Linked DNA regions of Mus musculus: regions 1 and 2 are each linked to region 3. The links are chromatin contacts, called in public HiChIP or PLAC-seq and Micro-C maps. All regions are on one chromosome and are shown on one strand. Each heading gives the region's core, a stretch centred on a gene start, on an enhancer-like site or on the middle of the called end of the contact. The rest is flanking DNA. Distances are from core to core; before and after follow the strand shown. Region 1 overlaps Arhgdib (Rho, GDP dissociation inhibitor (GDI) beta). Region 2 has its middle 19 kb from the start of Gm30055. Region 3 has its middle 19 kb from the start of Eps8.

Region 1 (4,983 bases), core at 1,181-3,680, 740 kb before region 3:
AAGCTGCTGGTCAGATTTCATTTGTAAACACGAGTTTTCTAAACTGACAGCACAGCAGTGTAAATGTAAGTTCTAGACTGGTGTGAAGTTTTTCTGTGCATTTTAAATGTGAGGCTCTCCCCCAAACTCCAGTTGCTCTGGTAGTAAACAGCATGGCAGGAAGCAAAGCCATCCACAGTTCAAGTGATGGCTGTGTTGGTGTCAACAAATATTTCCAGAATGAAGAGACTTTAGGCATTTTAGTACATGGGAGAGGGTGGCTGACGAACCACCTTGAATCATATCCTATGCCCAGTAGAAAGATGAGCCCAGTGTGTACCAGAGAGAGCATATGGGGTCTTCCCTGGTGGAGCCCTGGAGAACATGACTGAGTGGAAATGACGAACAGCCAAGGCAAACAAACCCTGAGATGCAAAACAGTGCGTCTCTTACTTATTTGCTTTCAAAGTCAAGGTTGTTTTCCCGGGATCCGTAATTAGTCACATATGTCTATTCACGAGCAGTGAGCTTATGTCTTGTTTAACTTTGCTATTATCTGGTCCCCTGATCCACAAATGCCACTGAGATTCCTAGCTACTTTGTTAAGAGCACAGTTCCTGTATCTGAATGGTAATTGAGCAGTTGGGGAATCCTGGTGTTTTTTTTTTTTTTGTTGTTGTTGTTGTTTTTGTTTTTTGTTTTTTTCTATTTGTTGAGTCTTTGTTTTGTCCATTTCTTGCCATATACCCATGAAGACCTGCCATTTATAAAGTCGTGTGAAACAGTGGAAGGGAGGGGCACACAACTTTAGCCTGCCTCTGGGTGCTTAGGTTGCGGAAGGAGGACTCGGCAGGACACCCAGCAGTGTGTGCCTCATGGATGTAAGCAGCAGGAGTTCCGAGAAAGGGTGATGATATCCCTGCTAGGTAAAGATGGGAAGTAGGGGTGGATCTCCACAGGAAGAGCTCAGAAGCGGACACAGCTTAATCCAGAACCAAGCTGGAGAAAGGACAGCAACAACCACCACCAAAACAACAGTGACATCAACAGAATACCAGCACAAGGATGCAAGAAATGGGTTATAGGAAAGATAAGAGCCCGTGGGGGAGATACTTACTTTGAAGTTAATTTTCACCCTGTATTCAATGCCTTCCTTTAGCACAAATGTATCCTTTTTGAGGGCCTCGAGATCGCCTGTAGAAGAGGAGTTACAAAGTTACTATCCCCAAGAAGAATGAAAGCCAAGCTTCGGCATCTTCTGCTCGGCCCACCTGGGTTACGTGATTCATAAGAGTGTGAGATTAGTGTAAACACACACACACACAGACATACACACACACACACCCTATACTGGCTTACAAATCTTACAAATTAGTTATTAAAAAATCAAAACTGTAACATAGTAAAGGGTTTTCCTACAAGTTTGATGTCTATGCCAAAAATACAGTTTTTTTCCAATAAATAGTCGTGAAGATAAATCTTTTTTCCCCCCCTAACTTCTAATCAGTACTCAGGAAGATAACTATATTTTATTGTTGTCAATAACAAAAAAAGTGTCAATCAACCAACCAGCCTAGAAGAAATTGAGCTAATATTCTGTCTATTAAAAACTTCATGTATATACATAGCTAGATGGAGACATGAGGATTTCTTTCAAAGAATTATAAAAATATAGATATATAAAAGCATCAGCCTTTGGCTTTCAAAGAATTGATAGGCTTCAAGAAAATTTCCCTCCATCAATTCATACAATTGATATTAACAATTGATAATATATGGTATTTCCTAGCTTTAACAGCTACTTTTAGTTTTTATAATTATTTAAGTAAGTGCTCACTTTGGACTCACTAGACTTGCGTTTACAACATTTTTTTTTAAGGAAGAACATTCTAATTGTAACAGCTTTAGGGTTCATAACCCTGAGATCTGCCATTAATTCTTAGGCCCTGCTTAGGGAAGCTATGACGATGCTTTCTTTAGTCTTTCCTCCAAATACTCCTGCATAGCTCAGTTGTGTATGTGTGCATATACATGTGCATGTGTGTTCACATATGTATGTATGTGTATGTATACGTGTATACTTCGGGAAAGTGTTTGACTTCATAAACACTGTTATATGACTTTAGCTCAGCGCTTTCTTTAGGACAGAAATGCAGGTTTTCTCTTCTGAGAGAGGAGGACAGAGACCAAGCTCTTCTGCCTGGTCCTCCGTCCTGTCTGGGCATGTCCTCAGCAGCGCCAGACCTACTCCTGCAAACTGACAGTTGTACCTGGCCACGTGACACAGCCGAGTGCAGGAAGAGGCCTGAGTCTGGATGAGAGAATGAGTTTCTGTCTGGGGTGATGCTGCAGCTCGGGGCCATGCATGTGTGCGTGCAGGGCGGGGCCATGCATATGTGCCTGCCGGGTGCCTGCTCTACTGATTACAGTTGAACAGGAAGCCTGTCTTCTCAGGCCCCGATTTCCTCCCCTTGACAGAAATATCCATATAAGGCAAAGCACACACGCCCTGTGAGAGGAAGCTCTGCTGCTAAACTTACTGCTCTCGACCCGTGCTTTCCTCTGGCTTCTGTAAAGCTTTGACTTTGGTGACAGATCTACCTTGGATGCCCCTGATTTGGATTTATGACCCCTTTCCCAACCCCCAATAGGTGATTATTTTCCCATGAAGCCCCCCTTCCCAGTTTCTGCTCATCTCCTCAAGATCTGCCTAATGAGAGCAGTTGGCTGTTAGTCACAAAAGGTGAAATAAACACCAATTATTATTTTGGGGTTTTTGTCAGAGAAATTGTTTAGGAATAGAGTTTTAAGCTTTGGGTGTGCGGAGCAGGGGAGTGTCTGTCATTATTCAGGAGGTGCTGGGCTTTCCTCGCCTTCTGCTAAGGCCATAGCTGGGATAAGATCAGCGCTTTCGCTGGTGTTCAAACCATATAAGTACTGCGAGTCTAGCCACGCACAGCATTTCCACCTGCATTGTCTCCTACAAGAATAGCTGTTTCTTCTGTTACCACGTGGAAGCACAGATCTGAAGTCAATACTGCACAACTGAGTAACTGAAGGCTGAAGAGATCGCGCGATCAATAAAATGCTTGAAGAGATCGCACGATCAATAAAATGCTTGCCAGGCAAGCACGAGTATTTCCTGAACCCACATTTAAAATGTTCTGAGATAAATAAATAAACAAACAAACAAACAAACAAACAAACAATATCCCCCCCTTATTAAATAAAGCTGTGCATGCTAGCTCTGGAGCAAGGGGGGGGGGCAGGTGGAGCCCTGGAGCTCACCAGCCAGGCAGACTAGCTCACGTGAGAGAGCCCGAGGTGCCCTGTCTTGATTGATGCTTGCTGCGAGAGGACCCAGTTCATATGGACAATGGTTCCCCTGGGCTAGTGGTCCTGGTGCTTTGAGGAAACAGGCTGAGCAAGCCCATCCGATAAGCAGATCCCGAGGTTAACTTGCATGCACACATGTACTCTTCATATGAACACGAATACAGAAGCAGAATAGTGCACAAATACTCACTTACCCACAAAAGGTGTCCAACTCTCAATTGTTCCACTACATTGAGTCAGGAGCTGGGTTTTTTTCATTAAATACAGAAAGCAGTGGACACTGGGAATGCAATGGTTGTGGCCTGGTACGAGTGCATGCATCTCCAAGAGCCACCTGACTAGTTTTCTCCAGTGGGAATTGGGGACAAAGATCAAATTTTCCCTGTGACATCTTAGACCCCTCTGAAGAGTAGAGATGTGTTCACTTACCAGTAAGGTCCATGGTGATGGGTCCTGGTGCACTGTCACATACAAGGCTAAGCCGGGTAACAGTCACGTTGGGAACTGTTGGGTCTGCAGGGTTCAAAAGAAACCATGAGCACACAGAAGGGCATTAAGTGGAGAAGAGCTCGTGAGTGCATGCATGGGAGTATGCGTGTGTGCACGCATGTGTTTGTGTGTGTGTGTGTGTAGATACAAATGTGTGTATGAGTGCATGTGTGTGCATGTATGTGCGGGCATGTGTGTGTGTACACATACAAATGTGTGTATGAGTGCATGTGTGTACATGTATGTGCGTGTGTGTGTGTTTCATGCTGTGGATGATAAAAGAGAATATAAAGAGGAATTTAAATATGTAGCAATCAAAACAGAATGGCAGACTCGCTATGTTTACTATTGATTTCTATAAAAATGGAAGAATTAAGAATTTTCTAATTCAGGCATTTACGGATTGTGTTCACTACTTTTAGGTCAAATCGGCACAAGCTAGGATCATTTTGGAAGAGTGACCCTTACTTGAGAAAGTGCTCCCACCAGACTTGCCTGTGGGCAAGCTGGTAGTGCATTTTCTTGCTTGATGATTGCTGTGGGAGGGACCAGCTCATATGGACAGAGTTTCCCCTGGGTTAGTGGTCCTGGGTGCTATAAGAAAGCAGGCTGAACAAACTCTGGGGAGCAAGCCAGTGCACCCCTCCATGTCCCTCAGCTTCAGTTTCTGTCTCCAGGTTTTTGCCCAGAGCTCCCAGCCTGTCTTCCCTCACTGATGCACTGTGATGGTGGAAGCATAAGACAAATAAACACTTTTCTCTCCAACTTGCTAACTAAGACACAGACTCATCTTAATTATAAGTCTCAAATACTGAGACATTGTCTATTCAGGCCTGTCGCCATGTCTTGTTCTGGCAGTGTGTGTGTGTGTGTGTGTGTGTGTATGTGTGTGTGTGTGTGTGTGTGTGTGTGTGTGTGTGCTAGAGAGAGAGAAAGAGAGACAGAGACAGACAGAGACAGAGGAATAGTTAAGAAACGTCCAAGAAAGAGAGAGAAAAAAAGTAGGGACTAGTGGAGACCGGAATAGAGTGCAGTTGTGGTCTGAAGTTCTACATGCTCCATGTGGGTAATTTTTGTCTGCTTCACCTCTGACTCTCACACAGGCTCCAAAGAAAACATAATTATACAATCCATGACCTTAGGCAGCAGGTACAGATGGTGCCTCACCCACCTAACCAG
Region 2 (4,507 bases), core at 1,832-4,331, 670 kb before region 3:
AAGCCCCTCTCCCTTTATGGAGCCGTCTCTTTACTCTGTGGGTCACTCCATTTGCTGTGCAGAAGCATTTTAAATTCAGTTTAATGCAAGCTATCAGTTCTTGCTGTTATTTTCTGAGCTGATACAGCAGCGTTCCGAGAGTAATTATCAATGCCCAGAGTGACGTATTTCCTGTATGTTCTTCTCTAGTATCTCCAAAGCTTGTGTCCTTTTCTTTTGTGTAGGTGTGTATACATGTGTGTGTGTGTGTGTGCATTCACATATATGTCTATTAATACATGCATACCCTGGGTGTGTTGATCTACCCATTTCCACTTTGTGTTTTTGGCAGGGTCTCCCACGGAACCTCAGGCTGGCTGGCTGGTGAGCTCCAGTGATCTATCTACCTGGGACCCTGTTTCCAGTGTAGGGATGTGTACCCTGCTTTTAGCTTTGTTGTTGTTTGTATGTGGGTGCTGGGAAGAGGAACTCATATCCTCATGCCTGTGTAGCAACCACTTCGCTGACTGATCAGTCTGCCTGCCCAGTCCCATCAGCGTGTCAATTCTTACTTAAGGTTTTAAGCACATTTTGAGTTCTGCTTGCCACAGAGACACCCGAGTACCCATTTTCACCATTGCAGTATTCACAATATTATGAAAATATACATATGTATATATTATGTTATATACAAATATAATATATAATATGATACATATTATCAGATTATGAAATAATCTCTGATGTCCATCGATGAAATAAAATACAGTACATAAATAAACTCAATTATTCAGCTATAAAGAACAAAATTCTATCACCTCCAAGAAAGCTAATGGAATCTGAGGTCATCACGTTCGGTGAATTAAGCCAATCTTACAAGAGCAGGTATCCCATCCTTTCTCTCACTCTGAGATCTAGGAGAAGAAGAAAAGGACAGAGGGGACCATTGTGAGTGTGGGAGGCGAGAGGGAGGTGAGATCACAAGAGTGCTGGAGGTTGGGAGTAGATGAAAGGACATTATGTGCAAGTATGGAAATGTCAACAGGAGCCCTTTGCTTCATGCAATTAATAGATGCTAAAAATAAGGGTGTGCGATGGGCTCCGGCTTCCCTGTTTCTGAAATGCCGTTGGAGAGCACAATTGTAGAGAGTTGGAAACTGAGAGCTTAATTGCAGTAGAATACAGCAGTGTGGGAGTCAGGCATCAGCCGCAGAGACACCACAGTGCGTTCTCTTTGTTTCTGGCTTTGGCTTGAATGCTAACCTTCCTCCCCCTCTTGTACTTTCTCTGTTTCCACCCTCGAAAACCAGAGAGTGGAGCTTGTGTGCAAACCATCGCTATTCTCAGATCTCATAGTAAGAAACCCCAATTCAGTGACTCAAGGAAGAAAGCAGAGAGTGCAGAAAGCCAATAGTGGCTCCAAGAATGGCAAAAGGTTTCAAGGTAGGCAAGGCCTTTAATTGCCATAATTTGCTTTATTTCAGTCAAAATGCTCCGATCTCAAGACTCAGCCCCCACAAAGGCAAGCTTCGAAGAAGGAAAGGGTTAGAATCTAGTGGTTAGATTTGTGGAGGGATGGGGTGTGGACCCTCCAAGTCAGAGGGTCCTGCTACTGAATACTTTCTTGTTTTCTTTTTCTTGTATGTATGTGTGTATGCCTTGTATACCGGTAACCACAGAAACCAGAAGGGAATATCTGATCTCTTGGAGCTGGAGTTACACTGAATGCTAGTGTCAGATATACAGAGGAAGGTTGGCTGAGATCAGGAGAGTCCTGAAAGTCTTGGTTTGGTGTGGAGTGAAATACACACTAGCCAGCATGGCCACACAGTAATTAGTATAAGTATAAAAAGAGGGGAAGAGATGGGTTAATGGGTTAAAAGGTTGGTGTATCTTCTAAGATGACCACTCTAATGGCAACATCACATTGAGAATAGTATTAAGATGTGAATGATGATGATAAATGAGCTATCCCCACTGGTTTGAAAACCCTACAGTGTACTGGGAAGGAAGAATTCTTGCCCGTGAGATAATATGAGTCACATTTTGAATCACTGTGACAAGCATCTGGTGTGTGAAACTTAGAAAGAGAAAAGGTTTGGGATAGCTCTGCTTTAAGTCTCAGATCTTGAGTGATTCGTGCCATTATTCTTGTCCTTTGTCAAGGAAGCACGCTGTGGTAGGAGCTTAGGGATGCAAAACCACTCACCTCATGTCCAGGGAGCCAGAGAATGCAGAATCCCACAACCCCCTTGGACAGCATGTCCCGGATGAGTTAGGACTTGCCTCTAGGCTCAACCTCTTAAAGATCCTATCAGCTTTGTACAGTGTCCCACTCAGTTCTGTCCACACGCATCTGGGGAGCTTTCTAAATCTGTTCCGAAGCCATAGGATATTACCTTTGCTCCGTCTGTCTTCCCAAGAGGGGACTCTGCGGAGGAGTGCACAGGTCTGATGTGAGAATGTAGAGTGACATAACTACTTCCCCCCGGAGTGTGGGAGTGTGACCGAGCACACTTCAGAAGCAACTCTGGGGAGGGTGGTCTTCTTTTGGCTCATGGTTTCAGAGCGATTTCAGTCCACCATGGCAGGATGGCCACTGCTCCCTGTGGCTCTAGAGTGCTGGAGACAAAAGGCAAAGCATTTTACCTGCGAACAGATAGTAAACAGAGAACACAGGCCAGAACCAGGCACAGACAGGTCAAAATCCCCTATTCTCACCAGCCAGGCACCACAAGGTAAAGACGCCTCAGTCCTCCCAAACAGCGCCACCTGCTGGGACTGTCAAAAACACATGCGCTGTGAGCCTTCTACATTCAAACTCTTTTTTTGTTTGTTTTTGGTTTTTTGGTGTTTGTTTGTTTGTTTGTTTTTGTTTTTTCAAGACAGGGTTTCTCTGTATAGCCCTGGCTGTCCTGGAACTCACTATGTAGACCAGGCTGGCCTCGAACTCAGAAATCCGTCTGCCTATGCCTCCCGAGTGCTGGGATTAAAGGCGTGTGCTACCAAGCCCGGCTCTACATTCAAACTCTTAACAAGTGAACACTTCTAAGGGCCCCTTGGAGAATGTAGGAATGGTGGGGAGGGGGATTTGGAACAATGGGAAAGAGCTTTGGACTTTAAATTTCTTACTTAACATGCCAAATGCTTTCCTTCATTTTAAGAGATCTGTTCTATGCCGGGCGTGGTGGCGCACGCCTTTGATCCCAGCACTCGGGAGGCAGAGGCAGGTGAATTTCTGAGTTCAAGGTCAGCCTGCTCTACAAAGTGAATTCCAGGACAGCCAGGGTTATGCAGAGAAACCCTGTCTCAGAAGAGAGAGAGAGAGAGAGAGAGAGAGAGAGAGAGAGAGAGAGAGAGAGAGAGAGAGAGAGAGAGAGAGAGAGAGAGAGAGAGAGAGAGAGAGAGAGAGAGAGAGAGAGAGAGAGAGAGAGAGAAAGCTGTTCTACTTCAACCGAGATGTACAAGGCAGATCGTTGTTAGTTATTTTAAAGCTCTATTGTGTGAGAGCCTTGGCCTCATCTTCTCTACACTGAGCCATATCAGGGGAAATGCTACAGAAAAGAAGTCCGATAAGAGTAATCTCTGCCTCGGGCAATGTTTTTCTGCCAAATCTGAAAGAGAGAGAAAAGAATACATCTCTATCAGGGACAATGAGACAGAACAAATTCACAGAGCTCGGGTCCTTTGTCAGAGACACAGAAAGCAGCAGAGTGAACAGGTGATCCATGATCGCCTTTGACACAACCGAAGCTCTGCTGTAGCCCGGGACTGAGCACGGAATTACACTGGGGTGGGGTTGTGCAAAGGCTCTAAGCTGTCTTGATGTTCCTAGCGCGACAGAATATAATCAGATTCAACAGTGCTCACAAAAGCCAGTTATTGGGAGAGCAATTCAGAGAGATCCCTGTCCGTGCAGGAAGATTAAAGCAGAACTAGGCAGTCCCTGCTCTGCAGCTAGGCTCACCTGGGTGATGGCCTTCAGAAAGACTTTTTCTCCCCCCCCCCCCCGCAAAACTTTTCCTGTTAAGGGGGGGTTCTGCCATAGTTTTCCACCCCAAGTCATTTTCCCTTTTATCCTCATAACAGATAGACATAGTGGCAAGGAGGGTACGCTTAACTGTATTTATCAAAAAAAAAAAAAAAAAAAAAGAAAGAAAGAAAGAAAGAAAGAAAGAAAAGAAAAGAAAAGAAAGAAAAAAAGAAAGCAAAACCTATATAGGCTGTCTCCTCTTGAGTTCAAGGAGTTTGCAATACGATGTAATGGGGGCTGCACTGGAAGTTGGAATGCATTTCACTGCTGCTATACCCTTTGCTTCATTAAGAGAAAGCAAACAGGAGAAAGGAATATGACTTCTCACAGCTCAATGGTGGAGGAAAGTAAATAAGTGGAATGTCTAATGCCCCTGAAATTCGCTGGAGAAAAACCAGTTTCACCACTTCAGCCAAGCTTCTAATTAAATACTAGCCAAGATGGGTTTTGGTCAGCTGAGTTTTGCAGGGGCTTATAAATGGAAAGGCCATGATG
Region 3 (4,754 bases), core at 2,190-4,689:
TATACATAAAATATATAAACAAATAAAGATTTTTCAAAGTCCCAATAGAACAAAACAAAGTTTATTATACATTAAAATTCAACATATTTCTCTAGTAAATATCATCCCATTGTTGTTTATTTCTCAATCTCATGTAAGTTTCGAAACACCAAGAAGCTGACTCTGACTGAGCTAAAGTTGAACATTCATTTTTAATAAGCACATTTGTTCTCGCTCATCTCCTAGAACACGGGTTACACCTGTTGACTACTGGGTGCCACTGCCACAGGGCTTTCAACTATCATTTCTTGAATAGCAGTGGCCTGGATTGGAGGTTACTGTGTCCAAAGAACTGGCAGGAAATAATATGTATAATTACATAAACTAAAGGCAGGCTTATTTTATATAATTCCAAGAACTCTGAGCAATGGGTAGTATTATCTTCACTGGCTCTGAGAAAAGAGTCTTAGAGAGGAACAGGAATAATTTAGACAAATTTGCACAAGTGTGAGGTTGTGAATTATTTATCTAAAGCCAGGTTAATGACTATTTTGAAATATAAAGGAGGCCACTGAGACCCTTCACTGATTTCCTCTGTTGTGGTTGGTTCTAAGGGAACCTCAAGACAGAGAATTGACCTTCAGTAAATCTCCCCTTTTCCTCAAAATTTCACCATTCAGTGCCCAAGCATTTGTTTCCATTCGTTCCCATCAAGCCTAGAAGCTTCTATCATAGATGTTCCTATACCCCCACCCCACCCCCGCCAAGGCCTAGCCTTATCTGCATTCAATTCTGATTCTCCCCTCAGCACACCCTGTGTCTCCTTAGTCTCCAGTGTTTGGGGATTGGAAATTTGCTGACCAGATAATGGTTATTCCTGAAAATCTCTAAGAATCTTTGAGAATTATCTGGCCTAACTTGTATGAGCAAAATATTTTGCCAACGATTGTGACTGCCAGGGATGAAGTTAATTCAGGCTCCATCAGGTCAGGGAGATAGCTCAGCTCACAGTCAAGTGATGCTGCACATGATACATGAGGACCCGACTTCAGATGCTCAGGAGCTGTTCTCAAAAACTGAGGGAGGCTCAGTCGTTAGGAGCATTTTACTGCTCTTCCAGAGGGTGTGAACTCAGTTCCCAGCATCTACATGGCTGCTCACAACAACAGATACTTCCGTTCTAGGGATCTAACCCTCTTCTGTCCCCTACAGGCTTCCTGCATGCACGTAAATCAACCCATCATCAATCAATAGTGTTTAAAATACATGTTGTAGTGGTACAACCTGATGCATGATGGGTAGAAGCAGGAGGGTCTTAGGAGTTGGCTGTCCAAACAGTCCAGCCAATAAGTGAGGTCCAGGTTCAGTGAAAGACTGTTTCAAACATTAAAGAGGACAGCAATTGATAAACACTGGACTATGAGCTTCAGGTTCCTATACACACACACACACACACACACACACACACACACACACACACACGAGTTTTTACTTACTGAGATAATAACCAAACATCACTCTTTCAGGAGCTGTGTAGGTGGCTTACAGCATAATTAAAGCACTTTCAGACCCTTTACATCAGAAGTCCTCATTACAGCTTGCTTAATCAAGTGAGTCATGTAGTTATTTCACTCAAACAGAAGGCTGGAGAGGACCACTTGAGAAAGAAAGGTAACGGAGGCCCTGGGGAGTAGCTCAGCTACTACTTGCTTGCCTGGAAAGCAGGAAGCTCTAGGTTAGATCCTTATAGCCCATAAACTGGGCACAGTGGCACACGTGGGAAGGGGAGGCAGAAGGACCAGAAATTCATGATCATCCTTGGTGACGTCCTTTGAGGCCAGGCTGTGGGACATGAGTCTACCTCAAAAAAGGAGACTTCCTTCCCACCACTGTCCTCTGCCAGATTGATGGTTGCAAGGTGGCTAAAGCACTTGCTCTACAGCCTATAGATACTGTGAAGAAGTAAGGAAGGAGCTACTTTGCCTGGCAGCCTCTCTCTTTTGCTGAGGAGGATGCCTTTTCTCAATGTCCCATCTTGCTCCGTAGGAAGTGGACAAAGCCCTAAGTGAGATTGTATTGCTGACATAGGCACAGCTATAACAAGGGTCAATGCCCCAGGGCCATGGGACATCAGCAAAGCCTTTCTCCACGTGGGTCAGGGTGGAAATTGGCAAAGCCTTCCTCCTCTGGCCTAAGTATGAGTGTTTAAAGATGATGGATCCGTGTGTACAAACTGAGCAACTGCAGCTTCCTCCTCCCAGACAGAAAATAGGCTGGAAACAGAGACCTCCTACTGTGACTGGCTAAAGCCTCTTTTTGTGCTGAACATATAAACTACTGAAGTTCCAGTCAGCAGCAGGTGTAGCTCCATCTAATGGCACATAACCCGCCTGATTCTGTATTGCTAGAGTGTGTCTCTATCACTGTCTTTTCTTCATTTCCTGCCTGCCTCTACTCAGAGTCCCCAAGACCAAACTGTGCTGAGAAAGGCCACATTTGGTTCCCACACACCCAAATTGGAACCCCCAGTAAGGATGGAGGCTCAAGCTGCTCCCAGCATGGTCCCCACTGCAGAAACCACTCTTGACTCTCCCAGGGCCTTGATGTATTCCAGCAACATATTTCAAGTGACTGTGGATATTCAAAAGTACTGCTTCTTACACAATTATTATAAAAATTTTTCTATTATTCAATCATGGTTAAAGTCACATTCACTAAGTATATAGATTTTATTTCAGATCCCAATAAACAATAATACACACACACACACACAAGCAAAGGGACTGGAGAGATAGCTGTTCTTGCAAAGGACTCAAGTTTGGTTCCCAACACCAACAACAGGCAGCTCAGAGCCTCTGGCTCCAGCTCTAGGAGATCTGAAGCCCCTGGCCTCTGTAGGCACCTGCACTCATCTATACACACAGAGACACACATTCATGGGCATAGTCAACTATAATAAGAAAATTAATAAAAAGAGTAAGCAAGTGTGCCTTAGTCAATGTTCCATTTCTGTGAAGAGACACCATGACCAAGGCAACTCTTAGAAAAGAAAGCATTTAATTGGGGTGGCTTGCAGTGTCAGAGGTGCAGTACGTTTTCATCATGGCAGGAAGCATGGCAGCACTCAGGCACCCACGATGCTGGGAAAGGGGCTGAGAGTTCTACTTCTGGATCTACAGGCAGCAGGAAGAGAGAGACTCTGGGCTTGGAGTGCCTTTTGGAAACCTCAAAGCCCACTCTCAGTGACACATTTCCTCTCAAAAGGCCACACCTTCTATTTCTTTACAATGGTGCCACTCCCTGGTGACCAACTATTCAAATCTGAGTCTATGGGAGCCTTTCTCATTCAATCTACCACAGCAGGGCATTTTTAAGTTTCTTTGTTATTGAGTCTACTCTATTGTCTTAACATTTTGCTAAATCCATAGGTTTGGGTTTTTTTGTTTGTTTGCTTTTTAGTTCCCACTCCTATCCCCGCCCAGAGACTGTGTATCCCTGGATGTCCTGGAACTTAATATGTAGAACAGGTCTTCTTGGGCTTTTACTGCTTTGAACAGACACAACCAAAGCAACTCTTACAAGGACATTTATTGGGGCTGGCTTACAGGTTCAGAAGTGCAGTGCAGTATCAGCAAGGCAGGAGCATGGCAGTGTCCAGGCAGGCATGGTGCAGGAGGAGCTGAGAGTTCTACATCTTCATCTGAAGGCTACTAACAAAATACTGACTTCTAGGCAGCTAAGATGAGGGTCTTAAAGCCCACACCCACCGTAACACACCTATTCCAACAAAGCCCTACCTCCAATTAGTGCCACTCCCTAGCCTAAGCATATGCAAACCATAACGCACTAGCCTGCCTATTCAGAGATCAGCCTGCTTCTGCCTCCCCAGTGCTGGTAATTAAGGCTTGCATTACTACCCCTGGCAAATCAGTGGTTTCTAAGTACAAACCACAGAATGAAAACCAGCCCACGAGTCTCTGAGCTTCACAGTAATGTTCTCCACTGGTAGAATTCAATTACTACAGCCAGCATGCCTGAAAACAGCGCACAGTTGATGTACCATTCCATTTGAGTTCACTGAAATAATTGCTTATATTTCTATTAGGCACGCATGCAAGATCCAAACGTTAAAGAGGCAACTCTATTATTATGCATGTGAGTGCTGTTTGAAACATTAAAACAAACGCAAAAACATTTTTTTTGAGACTATGTGACTAGCAAAGTTTTAGTGCAAATGCACTATTTGAAGTGGCTTTTTGTTATACTGAGGCATATTCACAACTGTATTTAAGCCAGCTCCGGAGTCACCCCAAACTTAGCAACTTAAAACAGCAGTGCTCATTTATTTAGTTCATGTATCTGCAATTTGATCAAGTTTGGGAGAGGCAGTGACTCTCAGCCACCCCAGTATCTGTTGAGGAAGCTTGACTGGGGAAGATTCCACTTCCAAGATAGTTGGCTGTTGTAGGAGTTGGTACAGTTCACAGCCAGTTCAAGCTACTTTTTAAAAAAATAAAACTCAGATGGAATGGCCTTAACCTTTCTTGCTCATAGTTGTGAATGCTAGACGTCCAGGGTACCAGAATGATGGCGACTGGCGAAGGCTCACTTCCTGGTTTACAGATGACTCCTCTTATATCTGCGACAGGGAGAGAAGGATTGAGAAAGAAAGTCAGGAGGACAACTCTTTTCTTATAAGGGCACAATCATGACATGCGGGCTCTCTGTTCATATGGATTTGGGTGGAAACACTTCGCAGGTATTATTAACAGGGG

The links. Hi-C and Micro-C count contacts between places; a contact is called where the count stands out from the background. HiChIP or PLAC-seq counts read pairs in DNA pulled down with a chosen protein or histone mark.
Region 1: a contact with region 3 is called in an H3K27ac HiChIP or PLAC-seq map of embryonic stem cells, with 5 read pairs. The contact joins two enhancer-like sites. A contact is called at or near these places in 1 of 115 datasets of contacts at active chromatin or transcription factors (embryonic stem cells) and 1 of 9 other capture datasets (adipose tissue).
Region 2: a contact with region 3 is called in a Micro-C map of embryonic stem cells, with 1.8 times the contacts expected there. The contact joins two enhancer-like sites. A contact is called at or near these places in 1 of 484 Hi-C or Micro-C datasets (embryonic stem cells) and 2 of 115 datasets of contacts at active chromatin or transcription factors (both in embryonic stem cells).

What each region holds. Positions count from the first base shown.
Region 1 is chr6:136,928,516-136,933,498 of GRCm38.p6, forward strand. Arhgdib (Rho, GDP dissociation inhibitor (GDI) beta) reads right to left here. Exons shown (of 6, transcript NM_007486.5): 3 at 3,745-3,828; 4 at 1,097-1,173. Among named protein-coding and RNA genes, the nearest start is that of Erp27, 8.8 kb to the left of the region's middle. Within about 2 kb of position 2,431, at least 191 of the 459 cell types and tissues checked have an H3K27ac peak or open chromatin away from gene starts, as enhancers often do. A contact at or near this core is called in embryonic stem cells, where this site is marked.
Region 2 is chr6:136,997,165-137,001,671 of GRCm38.p6, forward strand. No RefSeq gene overlaps it. Among named protein-coding and RNA genes, the nearest start is that of Gm30055, 19 kb to the left of the region's middle. Within about 2 kb of position 3,082, at least 22 of the 459 cell types and tissues checked have an H3K27ac peak or open chromatin away from gene starts, as enhancers often do. A contact at or near this core is called in embryonic stem cells, where this site is marked.
Region 3 is chr6:137,666,267-137,671,020 of GRCm38.p6, forward strand. No RefSeq gene overlaps it. Among named protein-coding and RNA genes, the nearest start is that of Eps8, 19 kb to the left of the region's middle. Within about 2 kb of position 3,440, at least 4 of the 459 cell types and tissues checked have an H3K27ac peak or open chromatin away from gene starts, as enhancers often do. A contact at or near this core is called in embryonic stem cells, where this site is marked.